Regions from separate parts of the Mus musculus genome. Here region 1 is linked to region 2. The links are chromatin contacts, called in public Hi-C maps. All regions are on one chromosome and are shown on one strand. Each heading gives the region's core, a stretch centred on a gene start, on an enhancer-like site or on the middle of the called end of the contact. The rest is flanking DNA. Distances are from core to core; before and after follow the strand shown. Region 1 holds the start of Zranb2 (zinc finger, RAN-binding domain containing 2). Region 2 holds the start of Tbck (TBC1 domain containing kinase).

Region 1 (4,015 bases), core at 971-3,470, about 25 Mb before region 2:
CGACCACATCTGTTACAGCTGGTTCTCCTAGCAAAGTTTACATTTCCACACCTGCAAATAAAGTGAGATGCACTTAGAGTAGTAATTCCTAGATACTTAAACTGTTTACATTTTAAACTGTCCTCACTACACCCTGGAACGCAGAACAAGCTTATCCCATTATGTTAATATAAGCACCAGCAGGGAGAAGGAAAAGCTGGGTAAAAATCTCAACCTTGTGCTTACAGTTACTGTGGGAACCACTTTGGGACCCAAACCTTGCTATCTTCAGACTGGTGTATATCATTAGTTACATAAAAGTCTCTTGTTCCAAAGTGTCAGACTCTTCTATAACAATTAGACAAGATACCAGAGAGAGTTAAAAAAAAAAAAAGGAATATCAACTTTCATCTTGTTTGTTACAAGTAATAAATGTGATGAGTTTTAGAAGCATAAAATTCAAGCTGGGCAGTGGTGGCACAAGCCTTTAATTACAGCACTTGTGAGCTAGAGGCAAACAGATCTCTGTGAGTTCCATAGAGAAACTCTGTCTAAAAGGAAAAGATTAATCACAAAATCCTAGGGATGGATCCATCAGGAATGAACAGTTACAGAAGGACTCCAGAGAATTGATGAAACATTCTTTGAGAGGTAGGAAGTGCGATGATAAGGAAAAGACTGATATATTAACTAAAGACAGAATTAAATTGTAAAGAAATTTGAGTATTATAGTATTTATCAAATCTAAAACTAAAGAACAGAAAACAAAACCACAACCAACAGAAAAAAGTGTAACCTTATGACATTAACTAGTTAAGTTTTCACACACTTGCACTACTTTAGTATTTGTTAAAGCAGTTAGATACTCCAATTTAAAGCTTAAATAAGTAACGACAAAGAATCCACCACCCTATTAAAAAACAATGAATGAGATAAAATAGTGAAAGGAAGTGTAACACTAAACTGAATGGCTCCAGACAACTTTAAGGTCCCTTTTTCTGTTAAAAAAAAATACACACGTTCCAAGTAAAACTGAAAATATATTCTGAAAACTGTCTCCTTGATTTACATATTCAGTACAAATAACATTTAGTTTCTGCCGAGTTTAGGTGTACAGGACTTTGAATGAAGGGTCCTCCCAAAATATACATGGGTGCTTTCAGTAAGAACACAAGAGCACAGTTTTCTACGAGTCACACAGAAGGCAGAGAGGCTGGTGTCTTAATCTCTGAAGGGTTCCAAAGTGTCACACAGTTCCTGCAGTGACAGTCCAAGAGGATCTCGGTTCTAGTCTGCTGACTTGGTATGCTTAGCCTGATATCAGTCTGATACCAACCAAGTGGATCTGAGTGACATCATTTCCTTGCTCTCCACACACTGCCCATGTTATTTCGGTGTTAACTGTAGTCGAGCAATGTATTTTCTAGCAAAGGTACTTCAGGCTAGACGCTCTGCAGTAGACAGAAGAGTAAACCCGGGTTTCCTTCAGCTCTGACTCTGGCTTTCCAAGAACACGAGCTGGTACATCACTTTTCTTTAAAAATAGGGACACCTATTCAGAACGATCTCTGTGGCCATAAGCGGAGCACACCGGCTTCCCGGCCACGTACGTGCCCAGGCCTCCTGCCTCTCGGCAGGAGGATGAGAAAAGCCAAGTCACTGGGGACGGATCGCAGGCCCGAAAGCACGGCGGCCGCAGGGAGGGAGCGAGGGACGGAGGGAGGGAGGGACAGCGAGCGGCCCCGGCAGAGCTCGGAGCAGGGCCACTGAACCGTGAGCTCAGCTCCGCGCGGGGTCACGTGCGGGCCGCCCGCGACCGCTCAAGGCCGGCAGCGACCGCCCCGCCGTCCCCACAAAGGCCGCGACCCCGTCGCCGCCCTCACAGGGACCTCCCGGCCACCCCAGGTCCCACGGTATCCCGCCACGCTCACTTCTTGTCAGGGCAGATCCAGTCCCCGTCACTGACTCGGAAATTCTTGGTCGACATCTTGGACGCCAGCAGCAGTGCCGCCCGCAGCGACGTCCCCACCGGAGCCGCGGGGGCCTCGCGCCGGGCTGTCCTCGCGCCGCCGGACCCGCCCTTCCCTGGGGTGGGGGAGAACTCACACCGCCGGACCGCGAGCCTGGAGCAGCGGTGCGGAGACGACGCCCAGGAGCCAGCAGCCCGTCCTGAGGCTCTGCTTCGCTTCGGCCTTACCGAGCTCCTGAGCAGGCGTTGTGAGGACAGCCCGGCCCGGCGGCCATCGCAGCCGAGTTCTCCGCAGGCCGAAGGACCCTAGAGAAAGGCGCTTCCGTTTCCGGGGCGGGGCTAGGGCGCAGAGGCGGAAGTGACTCGGCGCGGCTCGATAGCCCACGGGCTTGCGCGTTGCCTAGGGTTTACTGGGGCGAGCAATAAGGTGGGAGGCTCGAGTCTTTGGAGAAGATACTTTATTTTTATTTTTGGACAGAGACTGAGGATTAAACCAGGTTGCCCCGGACATTACTGTTTCATACATACCACTTGGAACCTCTGTCAGGCTTCTGTAGGCCACGTCAAAAAGATAAACTTTTTTTCCTGTGAGAACATAGGGTCTCACTTTTAGCTCCACCTGGCTTGTGTAGTTAGGCTGCTTAGTATTTGGATGGAAAAGTCATATTAATGAAGGGAGATATCTCTCCTTCTTGGGCTGTTGCTTAAAAACTTAGCTTTAAAAATATTTAATATGTGTGAGAGATAAGCCCTGTACACAGAGGAGCCACCCCAAGGTTTTAGAAATAGGAAATAGTATTGATACAATTCTGACCCCAACTCACTACCTTTCCCCAGATTTAACACTGGCCCTTTGGGTTTATTCTCGTTCTTTATAAAAGATTTAGTTCATATACTGTATGCTTATTTTTTAAAGTGAGAAATGGTACAATTTACTGTGACAGAGGGTTGCTTTTAGTTCCGCGTAGTTTCTGAGTTTGCAGTTAGTTGCATGTAGCTCACTTTTATTTCAGTCATGCATATTCACAATTCTTTCTTGTGACAGTTAAGCCCCAAACCCTGCACTTTGTCACAACGTGCATTCAAGTATTCTTTTTAAAAGATTATTTATTTTATTTATAGGAGTACACTGTAGCTGTCTTCAGACACACCAGAAGAGAGCATCCGATCCCATTACAGATGGTTGTAAGCCACCATGTGGTTGCTGAGAACTGAACTCAGGACCTCTGGAAGAGCAATCACTGCTCTTAACCACTGAGCCATCTCTCTAGCTCCCCCCTCCCCCATGCAAATATTCTTGCAAATATTCTTACAGTTAACACCCAAATCTATGTTTTGGCATTGTTGATCAACTCTCGTGAACATTTGTGCACACGGGTTCTGGCATTTATATTTCTCGCATATAGCTCTTATCCAGGAGAAAAAAAAATCATTAAACTGCTTTGGTTTTAATGTCTAACACTTTTGATACTTATATTCATCTTGATCATCTCACTTGAAAGCTCTTGGATGTATTTTATTCTGATAATTGTCCACACCTTCCCAGTTATTTCATATTGTATAATCACTGATTTTTTCCTGGATTTTTATCTTGGGTAATGTGGAATTTTTATTTTCTTTTAGCAAGCAATCCTGGGGTTGGCATCACAGGCTCAGTCTTGCGTGTGAGTAATGGTTCTATATCAGTTGGCACCGCTGAGTATTAGCTGTGCTTTTATGTGTGTGGGTGTTTTGTCTACATGTATGTCTGTGCACCATATGTATGCTGGGTGCCCTCAGAGGCCAGGAGAAGGTGTGGATCCCCTGGAACTAGAGTTACAGATGGTTGTGAAATCAGCATGTGGGTGCTGGGAGTCAAACTCTGGACCTCTGGAAAAGCAGTCAGTGCTCTTAACCACTGAGCCAACTCTCCATCCCCTGCTATCTTGATCTTGCTATCTGTCCTTCACACAAACACGTGAATTGTTTTGGTATCTTAGCAGTACTTTTAATTGTAGTTCATTACATGAATCATATCCATCCTGCTTTGCTTGGTTGATACTTGAGCACAGAACTTGTATGGGTTCA
Region 2 (4,117 bases), core at 1,434-3,933:
CATCTCAGCATCCTTCAGAGGAAACATTTTGTAGTCTTGGATCCTTTAAGATGATCTACAAAACGAAAGAATTTTATGACACAATGAGCTAACATTAATCCAGTACTTTCTCAATTTAAAATTAAAAGTCGCCGGGCAGTGGTGGCTCACGCCTTTAATCCCAGCACTTGGGAGGCAGAGGCAGGCGGATTTCCGAGTTCGAGGCCAGCCTGGTCTACAGTGAGTTCCAGGACAGCCAGGGCTACACAGAGAAACCCTGTCTCGAAAAAACCAAAAAAAAAAAAAAAAAAAAAAAATTAAAAGTCAACTTGGAAAAACAATACAAAACAACCATGATACTCTGAGAGCAAGTATTTTTAAAAAAGTCAGTTTAAAAATTTAAAGACAATGTTTGAAAGAAAAACACCTAAGCACATGTTTATATTGCAGCTCAAAATCAATTTCAAAGGTTTTCAATAGCGTAAAAAAGAGAAGAGTTAGAAGATTTCATCTTCCCATTCAATTATCCCTGCAACTGAGGAGGGGTGTGCTGTTGCTTTGCTGTTCTGCTTTGTACAGGGTCCTCACCTAGCCCAGGCTGGCCTTGAACTCCTAACCCCCTGCCTTCACCTCCCCGGGACTTGCTTACACACATGCACCACCTTGCAGGGCCACGTAGCCATAGAAGGGGATGCATGCTTTCTCCAAAGAGAAACCAAAAGGCAAAAACAGAGGAAGGGGGTTTGAAAAGGAGAAAGGTTAAAAATATATCTAAACACACAATCTACTAAATCAAGCACACTTACCATTGGAGGGAAAGAATGAACCTGAATTATCTTTGATATTACAAAAAGGTCCATGGTCATGACATTGAGGGAAGGAAAAAATGTGACCTAGCACACTGTGTGGGTTTGCACTGAAAAGTAATTATAAATCCCTACTACCATGAACATTTGTTTTTCTGCACATAGATTAAACAACACACTTAGGAACTATGACTAATTTTGACAATGTATAAGTAAAAGTCCTGCTAAGGAAAAAATGCAGGTGTCCCTAGACTACACTAGGAATTAATGATAGCACTATTTGCTAGACTTCATCAGCTAATTAGTCATAACTTTTTGTTTAAAGATACTACTTGCTTTCAAAACATAAAAAGCCAAGTACTAATAGCCATATGCATTTGATGACTGACCAGGAGAGAAACCCTAGACTGCCTCAATCTGGTTTGACAATTGAAATTAATGTGTGCTCTTTATAATAAAAAGGATATACACATTAGTTCCACCACAGATCGGTTATGCCCATCCTGTTTTTACGAAAAGTTTTGATGCAAACCACTTCATATCCAATGCACACCTCAGACTTGCTCTACAAGAAGCCTGTAGAGCACAAGGCTCCTCTGTTCATTGGGAGCCAAATAAAGTCTCCCATAGGCTTTCAGAATTAATGGACCTGAAAACTTGGTAACACAGGCGAATTTGTTTTCTTGGTGATAAATGGAGAGAGCCAGTGCTATTCTCATCATAATAGAGGAGTCAAAACACATACTCAAAAGTTCATGTGAAAATAGTTATGACCACTATTCTGAATCTTGTCGATACTGTGAGCTAGCTTAAGTCTACTTGAATCTTAACTTCTTATTCAATGAGTAGATGCAAAATTACAGAAAGTTATATCTACATAGCAGGCTTGAAGTCATAGGAAAGGTGAGACATAACCTCAGCATTTTAATATTTAACTTTTACAATGATATATTAGATTTTCCGTTATAGACATTAAATAACATACAACTGAAAAATCAGACAAGTGTTTATGACTCAAAAAGATAAACCACAAGCAAGAAAACAAATTTCAGTATCAGTCTATCTCTCTGGTGTGCATGAAGCTCACGAACAAAAAATTGACACACACACACACACACAGGTGCTCACACTTGGTAACTAGAAGAGAGTGAAAAATGAAAACGATGAAGTCAGAGATTACAAGAGAAAGCCATGTAGGCAGGTAGTTGGCTTGGAAAATTTACTCAGGGAATACTTTGAAACTTCTACGTTAAGTCTGACGTTTCTGTAGCCAGAACACTGAAAACCACAAACATGGCCTGCACCTATAATGAACAAGACACAATGTAAACTCTTAAAGAGATTGGAGATGACTCACGTGAGTCGAAAATGTAGAAGAAGAAGAGGAGGAGGAGGAGAAAAGGGGGGAAAAAAGAGGGGTAGTGGGGAGACGTGGATTTTATCCAGAGTAAAATCGTATTTGCATTTCTAAGACTCGGTGAACTTGGGCTTCAGGGAGAAGGAAGTTTGGAGACAAACACAACAGCAAGCAGCTCCACAGATTGGTTCTATGGGTTCCTGCAGAATGGCCGGGTCACTCACAGTACCTGATTGTCCCACAAGTCCCACCCACTAACGCCAGGCAAGCGGCGACACCAGAATACCTGCCTGAATCTGGGGACGCAGAGATTGGGGGGTTGAGCTCCTAAGCGCGGAAGCTATGCCTGGCAGTGCTTAGTGGGCCGTGTCCTGCATTTCAGGCGCGTCTACAAGAGGCCGCCTAGGGAAGGTGACAGCCGGAGCGACACGCCTCCGTCCGCGCGGGCCTCCCGGGTCCCCGGCTCAGAACCCGAGGGTGAGCGCGCACCTCGCTCCACTGACAGCGCCCAGCACCCCCTCCCCCGCCGCCGCCTCGGGTCGGCCACTGCTCATGACGTCACATCGCCGAGACGCAACCCCGGGGGAAGACCCCAAAACTTCCGGCCGCCTGTCCCTTGCCCAGACAGACAGCCAAATGTAGCGAGTGAGAAAGAAGTGAGGGAAGATCGGAGGGAGGGAGGAAGGAAATGGGAGATGGGAGCTCAGTGTGGTACAGGGAGAGAGCTGGCGCAGGCAGCGGACGGCCGATGAGCGGTGAAACTGTGAAACGCTCAGGCATTTATCAGGGACAGCCTCCTGGGTCCTTTCTCGCTGCCGGGGACTGCGGGAGGCTGGCCCTTCCTTCTCCCGGCTGAGGCTGCTCAAGAGCTGCGGTTGGGTCACCGCTTCATGTGAGTGTCCCGATCCAGAGTTCTTCCCTTTCTCACCCGGGAAAAAGAACCTGACCTTCTGTGTAGTAGTGGGAAGCGCGGTCAAAACCTCCACCCACGTGCCCCCTTTTGATTCAACTTAGTTTGGGCAATGAATACGTGGCCGAGGGAGAGCATGCTACTGGAGGCAGGGGGTGAATGCATTACCTTGTTTCCTTTTAAGTGAGAGTGCAAAGGATTTCCAGTGTTTGTACGTGAGGACGGGTTGAAGAAGGAGATTCCTTGATTTCAACAGATATTAGAAACACCAGCTACCACTATACTCCCGGCAACAGTTTAGTTATTGGGTAAAGATCCATAAACTAAGTAGAAATGACTGTCAACGAAACGGACAAAAATCCCAGTCGTTGCCTCTCGGCTAGGGCTTATTGTTGAAGTACAGCATTAAAAGTAAGGTGAACACTCTGTATTTTAATATTGATATGTTTTACTTATGGGTATGTGTTCATGCCCGAGTGAGTTTTTGTGCAAAACTTGTGTGGAGGTAAACGCGGAGGCTAGAAAGCATCAGACCCCTGGGACCTGGAGTTACCTGTGATTGTGTGCTCCTGTGTAAGTGCTGGGCCCTGAGCTTGGGTTCCCTGCAACAAGCACTAAACGCTTTTTAGTGTTGGCATTTTATACTTAAATATTTTAGATTATAAGTACTGCACAGAAAAGGTATTAAGCCATAAAAAAAAAAAGGTAGATTATTTGACATGGTTGCCAGAGAAGGTTCTCAAGGAAAAGATGGCTTTCTAGGAAGGAGGTGACACAAATAGAATTAACAATAGAGAAAACCTTCAAGAAGTACAGTCAGTCATAAGGCCAAGCCATTGCGAAGGCCATGCAACAGAAACTTACCAAAGTATGAAGGGGTCTGACCAATGCCTGTGGGCTCAGAACTGAGAGAGGGGATTCATGATGCAGACAGAGAGTGTGGGCTAATCAGGGGGAGTGAAAGCCATAGAAGGTTTTCCAAGGCCAAGTAATGTTACCCAGCTTCGTTTTAAGAGGGTTACTCCATAGCCCTCTTAGACTGGGGGCAGAAGTGAGAAAGGAGAT

Evidence for each region. A called contact is a pair of places that touch in the nucleus more often than the background predicts.
Region 1: a contact with region 2 is called in a Hi-C map of CD4 T cells, with 7 times the contacts expected there. The contact joins the promoter of Zranb2 here to the promoter of Tbck in region 2. A contact is called at or near these places in 1 of 39 promoter capture datasets (pre-B cells) and 1 of 484 Hi-C or Micro-C datasets (CD4 T cells).

The regions. Positions count from the first base shown.
Region 1 is chr3:157,532,370-157,536,384 of GRCm38.p6, reverse strand. Zranb2 (zinc finger, RAN-binding domain containing 2) reads right to left here and starts at 2,220. Exons shown (of 10, transcript NM_017381.3): 1 at 1,911-2,220; 2 at 1-51. The coding sequence starts at 1,966. It overlaps 4930592C13Rik (RIKEN cDNA 4930592C13 gene), which reads left to right and starts at 2,295. Exons shown (of 2, transcript NR_152231.1): 1 at 2,295-2,375.
Region 2 is chr3:132,682,710-132,686,826 of GRCm38.p6, reverse strand. It overlaps Tbck (TBC1 domain containing kinase), which reads right to left and starts at 2,683. Exons shown (of 26, transcript NM_001163455.2): 1 at 2,433-2,683; 2 at 1-55. The coding sequence starts at 27. It overlaps Aimp1 (aminoacyl tRNA synthetase complex-interacting multifunctional protein 1), which reads left to right and starts at 2,948. Exons shown (of 7, transcript NM_007926.2): 1 at 2,948-3,034. The coding sequence starts at 3,033.